3 separate regions of the Arachis hypogaea genome follow, and all the other regions are linked to region 1. The links are chromatin contacts, called in public Hi-C maps. All regions are on one chromosome and are shown on one strand. Each heading gives the region's core, a stretch centred on a gene start, on an enhancer-like site or on the middle of the called end of the contact. The rest is flanking DNA. Distances are from core to core; before and after follow the strand shown.

The links. Hi-C and Micro-C count contacts between places; a contact is called where the count stands out from the background.
Region 2: a contact with region 1 is called in a Hi-C map of leaf, with 4 times the contacts expected there. The contact joins the promoter of LOC112796530 here to the promoter of LOC112796534 in region 1. A contact is called at or near these places in 5 of 8 Hi-C or Micro-C datasets (leaf and an unstated tissue).
Region 3: a Hi-C map of leaf shows a contact between it and region 1, with 2.2 times the contacts expected there. The contact joins the promoter of LOC112796536 here to the promoter of LOC112796534 in region 1. A contact is called at or near these places in 2 of 8 Hi-C or Micro-C datasets (both in leaf).

The regions. Positions count from the first base shown.
Region 1 is chr4:23,540,758-23,545,282 of arahy.Tifrunner.gnm2.J5K5, reverse strand. It overlaps LOC112796534 (glycerol-3-phosphate acyltransferase 9), which reads left to right and starts at 1,880. Exons shown (of 13, transcript XM_025839019.3): 1 at 1,880-2,210; 2 at 3,825-4,028; 3 at 4,206-4,263. The coding sequence starts at 3,907.
Region 2 is chr4:23,349,198-23,353,722 of arahy.Tifrunner.gnm2.J5K5, reverse strand. LOC112796530 (potassium transporter 11) reads right to left here and starts at 2,755. Exons shown (of 9, transcript XM_025839015.3): 1 at 2,453-2,755; 2 at 1,465-1,635; 3 at 443-668; 4 at 1-28. The coding sequence starts at 1,593.
Region 3 is chr4:23,694,541-23,699,065 of arahy.Tifrunner.gnm2.J5K5, reverse strand. LOC112796536 reads left to right here and starts at 2,353. Exons shown (of 7, transcript XM_025839024.3): 1 at 2,353-2,628.

The DNA.
Region 1 (4,525 bases), core at 631-3,130:
ACGGTTAACATATAAAATAACTTAGTGTATGTTTGGATTAAAATTTGTAAATAAAAATTTGTATTAAATTGATTTTACAAACTTGATATGATTAGAAATGAGTTGGTATCAATCGTAATTTATATTTGGTAATTTTATATCAAAATAGATTATGGTAAAATGAATATTGTTTAGATTATATGATTCAAAAGCATGTTTAGATGTTAATGAGTTATAATTCAAATGGTATAATTTTTCTATTCTCATTTAAAGATCTTGAATTTGAGTTTCATTCATAATTTTTAGTACTATTTTTGCATTCAATTTGGTCTTTTTAATAGAATTAGTAATTTATATTATAAAAAAATAACAATAGTAAATAAGCATATATTAATAAAAAAATATACAGTAAAAATGATACAAGGTCAAACAAAAAATAACAATGTTCTATAAAAAAAAAATCAATAAAAATAATTAAAAAAATTATATGAATAATGAATACTAAAAATTTTATTAAAAAATACAACAATATGTATAAAAGAATACTTAAAAAAACAACAATATCTATACCATGAACAAGAAAAAAAAATTGGTAAAAAATAAAACTTAAGAGAAAATACTAAAAATAACGGTATAAAAAATTATTTATAAAGCATAATCATAAAAAAACAAATGCAAAAATTCTTATAATTGTTCATAATATCTGTTATTACAAATTAAATTGAATGGTAAAATTAACAATAAATAAATAAATAAAATTTTTTAATTATTTTCCAATCTAATAATCTAAGGCAAAAGCTACAATTGATAATTGATTCCTTGTGATAAACAGAAGTTAAAACATATAATCAAGTTTGCTTTTAAAAAGAAGAGAAATAGCCATACAAAAAAGATTGATAGTGCACTGTGTTTTTTAAAAGCAAAACTATGCGCTTTTGAAGGGCACGGATTCAGTACGCCAACGTCTTTTGGGCACTGAAACGCCAAAAGTTTGTTTGGCTTATTGGTGCGCATTTTTATTGAGGAGTCATTAGATCTTTTATGTTTTTTTAGTCCAACGGTCAAGATCATTCTAAATGTAATTTAATGTGATTGGCTAGTTAGTATTTTTTTTGTAGCTTTTATGTCAGTGGAGTTACTTTGAAAATATTATTTTCTTCATAGTTATTGTTGTTATATCAAAAATATAATGGGTTAATATTCAAAGATTAATAATATATAAATTTAAATTAATTAGAGTTAAGTATTCCCTGTTATGTTAAATGTCACCTTCACCTCCCTCTTCACCCTCAACTCCTCCCTCTTTTTCCTAATCTCCGCCACAACCTCGCGCACCCCAGCATCAACCATCTGGTCGGAGACGAGCTTGAAAGAAACACAATCTAGATCTGCGCTGCGGCCGCCATCATAGTGCCCCCATCGTCAACTACTAGGCAACATTTTCATTTGCCCAGATCTGCACTGTCCCGTGCGGCGCCTTTTCTATCTTACTCTCACTAACTATATATAAAATATTCATTAAATACCTCCATGTGAAAGTAACACAACCACTTCGAATGACAAACTATTTTCTGGCACTGACTCATCCAACAATGGCGGCACAGCCGTGGAAGAGTGTCAGGGCATGATTCAAGAGAGCTTCAAAGGTTTAAGACTTCAGTTTCTTTTCATTTAGCATCCTAAATCTTATTTTTAGATTGGGAGAAATAAAAATGGAGATTAAAAGAAAATGGAGATGAGAAGCATAAGGTTCATCTATAAGAACTCTATTATCTAATGAGTAAACTGTAAAACTAAAACTAAAGGTGTAAGTTAATAAATTATAATATGACCCCTCTTTTTTAATATGCTTACCAAATAAACCCCAATAAAAAGTAAAATTTTTATTTGTAGATGCCTTGGCGCACCAATAAGCCAAACAAATTTTTGGCGTTTTGGTGCTCAAAGGAAACCGGCATACCGAATCCTTGCCCGCTTTTGAAATGCAAAACTATACACACCCTTAATCCCATATTCAAAGGACCTCAGGGATTCTTTTGTAATTTTACCTTAATACAGATTCAAGACAAGAAAGTGCTGCAACACCACCATCTACTGTTCTACACGCCACCAGTTCTAGATTCTCATCACTGCCGTGGCACTCAACAGTCACCTCAACTTTTCCTTTCACTAACCTATTCCTATCTACAATCCTCTATCTTCTTCTCAAGTTTCAACTTACTCTTTTCAAGGTTAGCTTATTCCTCAATCTCAATTTCAATCGCAATCTGGTTCTTGTACTTTTTTTTTTGCTCCGCTGCTCAATCATTGTTATAGTTGTTGTCAATTTGATACATGCAAAGCTAACTGATTTTTATCAAATGATTGCGTTCTTTACAAGATCTGAAATTAACGATTCGTGAATCGTGATGCTTTTTTGGAATCTGATGTTTCTCTTCTCATTTCTGTGTATGATTCCACCTGTTTGATCAAATGCCTGACTGATTCTTTTTTTTTTTCTGGATTTGTTTCTCTTTTTATAAGTAACTAAGTAAATTGATTGTTGGAACTCTTATTATGAAGGGGGATTCTGTGACACCGTTGAAGCTCTTTGGGAGAGTAGAGATTCATTCAAGCATTCATTAAGAATTAATTTCTTACAAATATAGAATTGAATTCAATTTATGATTCTTCTCTGGAACAAATAATGTTATGGATTTTAATCCGAGTGAGAATTAAATTATCATGGATTTATTCATAAAAGTTGATATACCAATAAATAATATCCTTATCAGTTACCACAAAATTAATTGTACCAAACAATATCCCTACTTTATCTTGATTCTCAACCCTTTCTCTCTCATTTGTTCCAAATATTTAACAGAAGACGTTGATCCTCCCTATTTTGAGTTTTGTACTTTCTTTTCTGCTGTTGATTATTCTACTGCTTTCTTGTGTTATATGTACTGCTTTTCCTCTATTTTGTGTTGGTGTATGTCTTGTGAGAAATGAATGACTCTAGAGTGTGTTATTCATGTTTCATACTCTTACACCTTAGGAATTGTGTGTTCAGTTGTACGGTTGTGAATATGACAGATTGATCGAGACCTATTTCTTGATTCAGGCTGGAATTACTGTGTCAGTATTTGAACTAAGCTTTATTCTTTTGCTATATACCTTCTTCATCTATGGGTAATTCCTTATGATGTCTCACTCCTTGTATGTTTGAGAATTGAGATGGCTTGTACTCAAGCCTAATAACCAAGTAACCATTAACTTGTGCATGTGAACATACTATACTATATACTTTTACTGTTAATGAAAAGCATCCTGATTTAGTGATGTAAGTGTCTTTTGATTATATTATTTTATTTGATAAATAGTTGAGTGTGTAATTAAATATAAAGTTCTGTTAATAAAGGATAAAATATCAAATTAAAATATTTGATTCATTGAGTAGTCATGCCAAATCATGGAATTGAATTCAATTCTCTCCGGAATTGACTTTCCAAACGGATGCTAACCTGTTTCAATGTGTATTTTGGAGTTGGTTGAACCATAGATTGGTGATGCCAAGGGATTTATGTATTTTTCTACTTTTTTTCTCCTGCAATTTGATATTGGATAGAATTACCTATTTGGCTTTTCTGGTGTTATGTTCATGGGTGAGCTTCTTCAAGCTTGTTACTATCTTGAATTTGAAAATGGAAGCCTTACTGCATGCTTTCTCTTTTCTCTCTGCATGTGAAATTGCTGGTTACTTCCATTTAGAATTTATACCTGACTAAAATTTCTATCACTTCTTTAAGAATCTGATTGAGACAACTAACTTTTAGTAACTAAAGTGGCAATTGTGTTGATTTCAGGAACCAAAGTATATAAGTATTTAACCACAGTTGACCTCTTTCACGTTGAGAATTCACCAGCAGAAAGAAGAACTTAGAGCTGATGACTACCACTGGGACACTCAAGTCTTCTAGTTCTGAATTGGATCTTGATCGACCCAACATAGAAGATTACCTGCCAACAGGATCCTCCATTCAACAAGAACCTCATGGAAAGCTTCGCCTGTATGCTTTGTTGTTTTAATTTCTTGCTCACGCTATATTTTTAGTACACTAAAAAAAATTGGGATGAAGAGTGCAGCTTTTTGTTCATTTGATCTTTTTGGGGAACACAGATTTTGATGCATGCCATTTTACATTTTAATGTTACTAATCTTGTTCTCTTCTGGAAAACCTTCTCAGGCATGATTTGCTCGATATTTCTCCTACTTTATCTGAGGCAGCTGGTGCTATTGTAGATGTAAGCTTTTATCCTTATATTTAATTCTGTTTTCTTTCTTTTTGTATTGATTGAAAAATTATTTTCCGCAGAACCAATCATTACATTAATATGGTCAGGACTTAATATCAAATATACTACCCTGCTGGCACAAAGTTCATTTACTCTCTCATGAGATTTTTTTCATGTTTGGTTCTCATGTTTGTTTACAGTTTAGCTGTGAATTTGCAAAGTGATATTTTAAATGTTAAATCTCATGATTTTTTAATTTTATTTTTTGTTG
Region 2 (4,525 bases), core at 1,506-4,005, 190 kb after region 1:
AGCAAGGAGTAGAGAGCGAATGTTCCACCTGGTCCACAGATATAAAGCTCAATAAGAATTAGTTGCAGCTCAACAATGCTAAGCTATCATGAAATGTCTTAAAAATGGATATAGCAGTATATTTTACTTGTCAAAGAACCAACTTAGCTTTTAATTAAAAAGGTTAACTTCAAAATAAAATGTCATATATTCAGAAGGTGAAATGTGTGGTATTAAGACATATTGGTGTCCGCCAGGCACTATCATACTAGATGAAGTTCCTTAGAGTTTAATTTCTGTACACTATCTTTGTAATGAAGTTTTATATTGACAACCAATCATGTGATGCCACAAAAACAAAAGTAGTTTTCTTTTTAAATAATAAGTGTGAAAAAAAACCACTTCCGATTGTTTGGCAGTACATGAATAGATGTCACTATAAAACCAGGACAACAATCTATACCTTGGCCATTGTCATTTGCTCTCAATACAATAAAAACATATTTGAGGAGTGGCACTAGTGTGAGAGAGTATATAATCAAAGAAAGAGCTCCGATAACATCCTCTCGATCTTTAGCTCCATGAGGAAATGTATTGTAGAAAACATACAAAGGGGAAGTTCCCAAATCTCCATAAACCACACCAAGACTCTGATATGCAAGCCGAAGAAGCAACAGCGCAGAAAATTTCTGTACAAATGAAAACAGCATAACAAGGAACTTAATACCAAATAGTAGTAGGTGGATCTGGAATGAAGATTTCCAGATTGAACTTCTACCCAAAACATCATGTAGAAACCTGAATTTCTTCTTCTACTACTTAGAATTTAGATTTGTGCTTGAGTTTCTTTTAAGTATATGATTTCAAAATGAGAAAAATGCTCTGGAATTAAATTCCACCTTCATGATTGTTTTTCTTTTCTTGAAAGAATAATTCTCACAGGTACCCTCCAATGAGGGAAATCTTGTTTGATGATTGATCAGATACAATCACACAACATGTAGGCACCTCTCCTAATTAAGAATCAAATCGCAGTTTGCCACATTGTACAAGGGACTAGCCCCTTTCACTAGGCTTAAACCCAGTTGAACCACATCCATAATTCTAATAAAATATTTACATGTTTTACTAGAATTTTCGACACAACACTTTTCAAAGTATGCACAAGCATATCTACTATACTACCAAGTTAAAACAGCATATCACTAAAACGTAGTAAGAATAGCATTTTTTCCCAATTGTATCCTTTTTCCTATAATACGAAAAATACAATTGGAAAAAACAAAAGTATAAATAAGGCACTTATTCAATTGTATACCATTAATTTCTCAATTCCATAAATTAATTAAGAAAGTTAATTAAAGGCTAATTACTAATTAGGAAAGACTGGATACTTTTTCAGTTTTCCTAGAAAACAAATAGAATTCCAATTCAGTAAATTAGAAAGAGAAAGAAGAACATGAAAAATTAGTTTGCATATCTTACTTTTTCTCTGTACATATTTTTTAGCCTTGCAGCTTCTTCATCCATTGGCTGATCCAGCTTTTGCTCCAAAGCCCACATGCTTCCTTTGTTATTATCAGCATCATCATCACTACCTAATCTTGAAGCCATTTTCTTTTTCCTTTATCAAAACTTCAATAACAAGACCTATGCCTTTGAGAACAGAAAAGTGCTTGGTAAGTTTATGCATATTCCAAACACAGGATCCAAAAACCAAACTCATAAAATCCAAAAAGACAAAGCAAAATTGAATTATTCAGGAGTTCACTTTGTGATTCCATGTCAACAAGTAACAAAGAAAGTCAAAAATTGACAGCCTCGGGTTATAGGAATGGGGTAAACGCCATAATAGATTGGTACCACCTCAACTTTTTTACGATAAATCAAACGTCAGCTCAGCTTTTTCACAGTAAATCAAACGTCAGCACAATCCAAAAATACTAAACCTCAAACTTTGCACAAAAGTAGCTGTTTTGGAATTTAGGATTGCATATTTTGTTCTATCCGCAAAATTTATATTTAAAAAAAAAAAGACAAAGAAGAAGTTTGAAGCTTTGTGATTGATATATCATTTTCTGAATAAAATAAATTAAGAAAAATCAAGACATGGACAGAGATTAAAATTCTAGCTCAAGTTCAGACAGCTATAGAAAAATTCTCAACAGCAAGAAGAAGAAATAACTCAGAAATGCAAATCATTCAAAAAAAAAAATAATTCCGCACCTGAAAAACCAACTCCCTCTCTCACACACCTCACCTGGTACCTTTCGACTTAAAGTATTGAAGCAAAGAAACGAAACGAAAAACAAGAAGAAAAGGGGAAGGTTTTTACGAAGTAGGAAACAATGATGAAGCGCGACGGCGGCGAAGGTCGGTTTATGAGAGAGAGAGAGAGAGAGAGAAAGAGAGAACCAATAGGGGAACGTAAGATATCAACACATGATAGGAGTCAGAAGAAGAAGAGAAGTACCTTGTTCATCTCTCTCTCGGCGCATATTCTGTCCGCTTCTGCTGAAAACATCACACACTCTCTTCTGACCAATATACACACTCATCAATTTTAGTTGGTTTAGGAATTAACTTTTTTAGTCTATTTAAATAGATAATAAAATTTGAATTTCATCCTGTGTATATAAAATGTTATTCGTTAGTAATAAATTCTTGAATAAAATTCATAATAAGCGGTGCTGAAAATACTCTCAGTAAAAAAAAAAAATATACACTCGCTCTTACGTCAGTTACGTGAGATCCACTTTCAAAATTACTCTCTCTCTCTTTGTCTTTTCATATTATAGTTGGCACTTGGCGCGGTAAACTCAGATCATTTCCGTCAATTTTTGTCATCTTTGATTTTATTCATTTATTTTTAATTAAATACGTGTAAACTTATTAACAAAAAGAGAATTATTTAGTCACCAAAAAAAAAAGAGAATTATTTAAAATAATAAAATTTTATAATTTAATTAAGATATTTTGGATTTAATCTTAAAAAATTAAAAGAAAATATATTATATAATATAAAAGATATTTACTAAAAAGTTATATTTCCAATCATTTTTTATATTCCATATATTATATAATATAAATGCATAGATGTAGGATATTTTATAAAAGAAAATTATGCACCACCACTTCTCATATTTTCATTATATATAATATAAATATAGATAAAGAATTTAATTTTAATATCGTGATAAAAAAAATGAAAGAACGAAAAAAAATAATACAAACTTAATGATATTCTAAAAATAGTATAAATATGATAACCACAGTTACCTTTTTTTGACATGATACCAATGATTAGTTTTGAACTTCCATATCTACTTTGTAGATATTCCTTTATAAATTAAATATTTGTGGCCGTTTATTATTTAACTTTTTTATAATTTATGAATATTTTAAATATAATAGTTATTATAAATGTTTTTAAATAATATCTGTTTCATTTTCCTTATTAAAGTTTTAAAATCTTTGTCATTTATAATAAATAAATAATATTAAGCTACCTAAAATTTATCTAAAAAAAATGTAGGTTGGAAATGGGAAACAAATATAATAATAGTTGTATTATTAAAACTTCTATATTTAATTATTTATATCAGATTAATTTTTTATTATTATCAAAATATAGTTTTTTATTTTTCTTAGTCGGTTTAAGAAATAAATATTACGAAACGGATATAGTATTAAATAAGTTAGGTACGAGAACTACCTGGTGTAGTTCTTTAGCGGATTCGTTTTTCAGAATTATGTTGTTGTTTTTATTCAATTATTAATAATATTTTTTGCGGTTTATACACTCGACACGAAAGGGACCGTAATGGGATAAGTTCGGTTCTTGTCTATTTGTTTATCTATTTTATTTTTATATTCCTTATGCTTTGTGAAATAAGCAGAAGCAGGAGCACAACTCTAGTAGTGTTTCCATCACAGTCAAACCCTTAAATGTCAATGCTGAAGTATCGCAATTTACTACTACTATTATCAAAAATTGTACTACCACCAGTACTACCACTAATCATGCATGTTGTTGCTAATAATTAATTAATTACTTTTTAATAAATATTTGGGTGACTCATACTATTAATGTATATTGCAATTCATCGCCAAAAAAAGGGAAAGTTAATTATCTATATGATTTTTGTTACTTTTTCTATAAATAATCTTATTAGTTAAAAAAATATTAATTATCATATCTTTTCTCTTATTATTTAGATATTTTAATAAAATATATTAAAAATAAAAATTTATTAGATTGTTCCAAACTAAAAATGATTATAAATATCTTATAATTTATATATACATAAATATCTCTAATTAGGCATCCATATATAAATATATATTAAAATACAAAAAATCACAAATCTTATTTATAATAAAAATTTATAAAATTTAGGACAAAGCACGGTATTAAACCAAATGGTTGAAAAAAGTATAGAATTCTACCAAAGCGAAAAATGTAATGTGGTTCACCCAAAAGCAAGTTTCTATGTAATTCGAATCATATCAATTCGAATTAATAGGGAAGTGTAATTCGAATTTG
Region 3 (4,525 bases), core at 1,104-3,603, 150 kb before region 1:
ATATAATTGATGCAAATCGAAAGCTTTGGGAACAAAATTGAAACAGAATAAAACTTAAAAGTATTTTTAAAATTTGTGCCAAACTTTAGAGACAAAAAATATACTTTATCCCATTTTTAATTTGAGTAAAATATAATAGAGTGGTTATTTTCACTTACACCACCTTATACTCTCTTTTTTTGAACCCATAAAATATTTATTCTACATAGGATATTTTTTTGTTTTCTACAATATTTTCCAATTCGATTTGCTAAATACTAATTTTTCGTAAATTAGAACTTCATTTAAGGATTTGCTATTAGCCAATGAATTATTGCATGCACAAGACAAATTTTAAATTTCTACACTTACATAAACGGATTAGTGAGCTAACCATTAAACTATTCCAACTTAATTCATTCTAAATAGTACATACCCTGTCTTTTGTGGTTAGCCTGCCAATCAGCACAAGTTATACAAATAATTTAACTTTGGTTAGAACAAAACCTTTCCATGTTTTTGAAGTATGGCCGTAACTTTTTTTTTTTTTTTGGGATACTTAAAGCCTCACAAAATTACAAAGAGGAGGTGAGTATCACACCACCATACAATATCAAAACAACACAATCAGCAAGACCAAAATTGTCCTCAGAGTTAAAAATAAAACAACAAACCACAACAAATACAGCAGATAAATATCCAAGGACACATACAAAATTAATCAACAATGAGTAAAATACTCAGATTGGTTTGTAGTTATATTCATGGCTTAATTTGATATTTATGATTCATATTAGTTCATAATATAATTTAATATTCATGATTCATATTAGTCTTTAATATAATTTCGATTTCGTCACAAAATTATCAACGAAATAATAAAATGGACTGACATTTGTTACACTAGACTTTTTAACAATTATTTGATAGAATAACGAAAAAGTTCTTTAAACTTAATTTTATCTTTACAAAGTTTTTAAAATTCTTATCCTAATTTCACTTTTAAAGATTTTAAATGCTTCTTAGAAAATTTTTTAGTTACTGTTCATATTTTTTGAAATTATTTTATTAAGAACATAAATTTTTAGACACTATTTTAATAATTTACTCTTTTTTCAACACTACTTCTAATTTTCTGTTCATCACTACCACCACCATAATCTCATATCTCATTGGCCGACATCTTAAGCAACAGTCTCGAGGACTACCCCTGGCTAAAACCTAACAATAGAAGAAATGCTAAAACTGTACTATTTAAAAATCCAAAAGTATGTAAGAGGTTAATTCATGTTATCTAACTAAATATAAATTTATCCTACGTTTTTAAACGTGTTTTTCTTCTTCAAAAATATTAAAAAGAAGGGTATATATAAAATACCTTTTAAATATTTTAGTATTCATATTATTTAAATATCATGAGATCCGTGTCGACTATAAGAACTAAAGTATCTCCATCATTTCTATAGTTAAAGAAGAAAGACTAATTCTCATGTTGATAAGAATCTTTTAACTAAAGTTAGTACTTATAAGTGGTAGGAGAGCGAGGAACTTAGTGGTTGACTCTATAATAATTTGAGTTGACGACTAATAACAACAATAATGTATCTTCACGCTGTCGGATTTATTATCAATTCACTTGGTGGACGACTCTTGTATATGTTAGCTTAGTATAGAGCAGCTAGGGGTTTGCAGTAGTACGGTTTAATTCGTTATTTAAAAAAAAATCATTCGATTCGAATCGTTTATTAAAATTACGGTTTGGTTTCGTTTAATTTTTTTATTAAGATTATTTGAACTAAATCAAACTGATTAAAATTGGTTTGATTTGACTCAATTTATTCGATTTTATTGGGTTTGTTCGATTTTTTTAATTAATTCAAACAAAAATCTACTATATTATTTCATAAAATTATAGCATTAAATCATACTAACACAATAAATTAATAATTAATAAAAATCTTGACATAATGAGATTCAACACCAAAAAAATTACAATAATAATTAAAATCATTAAAAATTCAATTAGTTAATACAACAAAAAAAAAATAAAAATAAATTTTCAATAAAAAACAACTACATTTTAGTATTCTCTACAGCAAAACAACTAAACATCTTTAAATAAACTAACCTAAAATTAAAAAGCAAAAACATAATAATAATAATATAGCACAAATAAAAAAATATGAGCACATAGCTCATCATAACAAAAGGACTAGGGGAGTTAAGGTTATGGGATTGGTTTAATTTAGGGTTTTTAAAAAAAATCGGTTCGATTTGATTAAATTTTTTTTATTAAAATAAAAACCAAATTGAACTGCAAAAATAATTACAAAATATCATTTTTTTGGTTTTTTCAATTTTCTATTTATTCGGTTATCAACTTTTTTGGTTCGATTAGTTAGTTTTATTCGAATTGGATTAATTTTGAGCACCCCTAAACGCAACGATCATTATTTATTTATTTAGATTGTGGTGAGTTATTATTCCATTCTCAACTCAAACCCGCGGCTGCACAAGTAAAGAATCCAACTACTTTTTCCTTCTCCTTCTTCTTCTTCGCTTATTCTTCCTCTCCCTCTTCAGCTTTGAAGAGTCCACCTGCTCTATACCTCAGCTCCTTCAAGAATTTAACTACTGTTCACATTTTGGGTACGTTTTCTCAACGATTTACATCTACACATTATTTCCGGCTACTTAATTAGACACTTTAATATTAGAGTATTGGTGTTGTTCGACGTCTTTGTTTCTGTGCAGATTGACAACTTCATAGGAGGAATCCTGCCATTCAAACTAAACTTTACTTTCAGTTTCGTTTTTTCTATTTTTATGGCAAAAGATAACCACCATGGAATTGGAATCCATCTGCTAGTGTGGGTTCCACCATACTAGCAACCACGTTTTCCTTTTTTTTTTTTTGGTCAGGGGTAGCAACCACGTTTAAAAATTCGTATAGTAGTATTTTTTTTTATTGAAACGGGGCATTAACTGAAATGCCTAAGGTAATTTGGATCTTCAAACTCTTCTTTTATAGTAGTCAAATTTAGTTAGTACAGTAGTTAATTAGTTCACTAGTTTGTGTTAGGATTTGAATTTCAGATTCACAATGAATTAATCATTAACCTGTCGTTTTAAAAATTTCAATAGGAAAAAAAGAAAAAAAACTCTTCTTTGCCAGCAATATGTTCCTTTATTACCTTCTCTATACAGTGGGATTTGATAATACTAAACTCGCGATCAACTTATGAATTAGAACTATTAATCATTTCTTTTTCAGCTTATTGCAAGTACATCCTTTTGATTTTGGGATTTTGGGGTTGTCACTTAATTACTGCTTTTTTTTTTCCTTCTTTGTTATGTTTGGTGTTATTTGACGCTAAATTAATTGTTTCAAAATGATGTTTACGAAATTATTGACGATAAATATAGAAATTTTATAACTATAAACACATAAAATTTTTGAATAAATTATTTGATAATTTAGTTGCATTTGATTACTAAAATCACTTGAACATATAGTATTATCCTTATGGCTCTTTGTTAGCTCGCCAAATCAATTCCTTTTATACTAAAAAACTCTCAATTTCAGCTTTTGACAAAAATTCACCCTCATTCATAGCGAGTAAGTTAGATTCGAAAGAGAAGAACAAAAAGTTGAAGAGAAACAAAGAAGAAATAAATTCAAATAGTAGTCATTGCTATGATAATGATGATGAATATTCTATTCTCATTTATTAAAGAACGCATGCATGCATATATATAACTTTTGGATAATCTAAATGTGAAATTTTGAATGTCCTAAAGTAGAGATTATATAGATGTTTTTTCTGGAGTCCAGATCCAACATTAAAAAAGATAACAAATGAACATATATGAAAAAAGAAAAATAGTCAACACATAGTAGTTATCACAAAATATTAGATATATGTTCTCAAAAAAATTTTAAAATTAAATTTTAATACAATTTTTTATGTGTATAATTAAAGAAATATTTAATTATTTTATTGACATTATAGTTTATTATTCTATTCAATTTTTATAATTTAAAAGTTTATTATTGAGTCAAGTATGCAAGATAAAAAAATTTTAATTTAGTCTTTATTAACCAATTTTTGTTAAAAAAATATGAAATATTCTTGGAACATTCAGTACGTAGGATAAATTGTGAAATAATATAAAAATGAATATTCTAAGATTGTTGTCCTTTCTTTTTTTAAAGGAGAACTACTAACAAGGAAATAATAAAAATTTTATAATATAAAAATTCAATTATAAATTTTTAAATTATAAAGGCTTGATTAAAAATTTGTGAAAATTATTTGAACCAATAAAGCAATTAAACATTTAAAAAAATGAGACCTTCCCAGTTTAAACATTTGGCAAATTTATATCAAACGATTTTTTTTATAAATAGTAATTTTTTTTAAAAATTTGAAAAAGGGGGTTTAGAGATAGAATATTTCTTTAGTAATAGATCCATTTAATTACTAGCACTAAAAGAATTAAAAAAAAATCATTATTCTCTAAAATTTCAAGATACTAAGGTCTG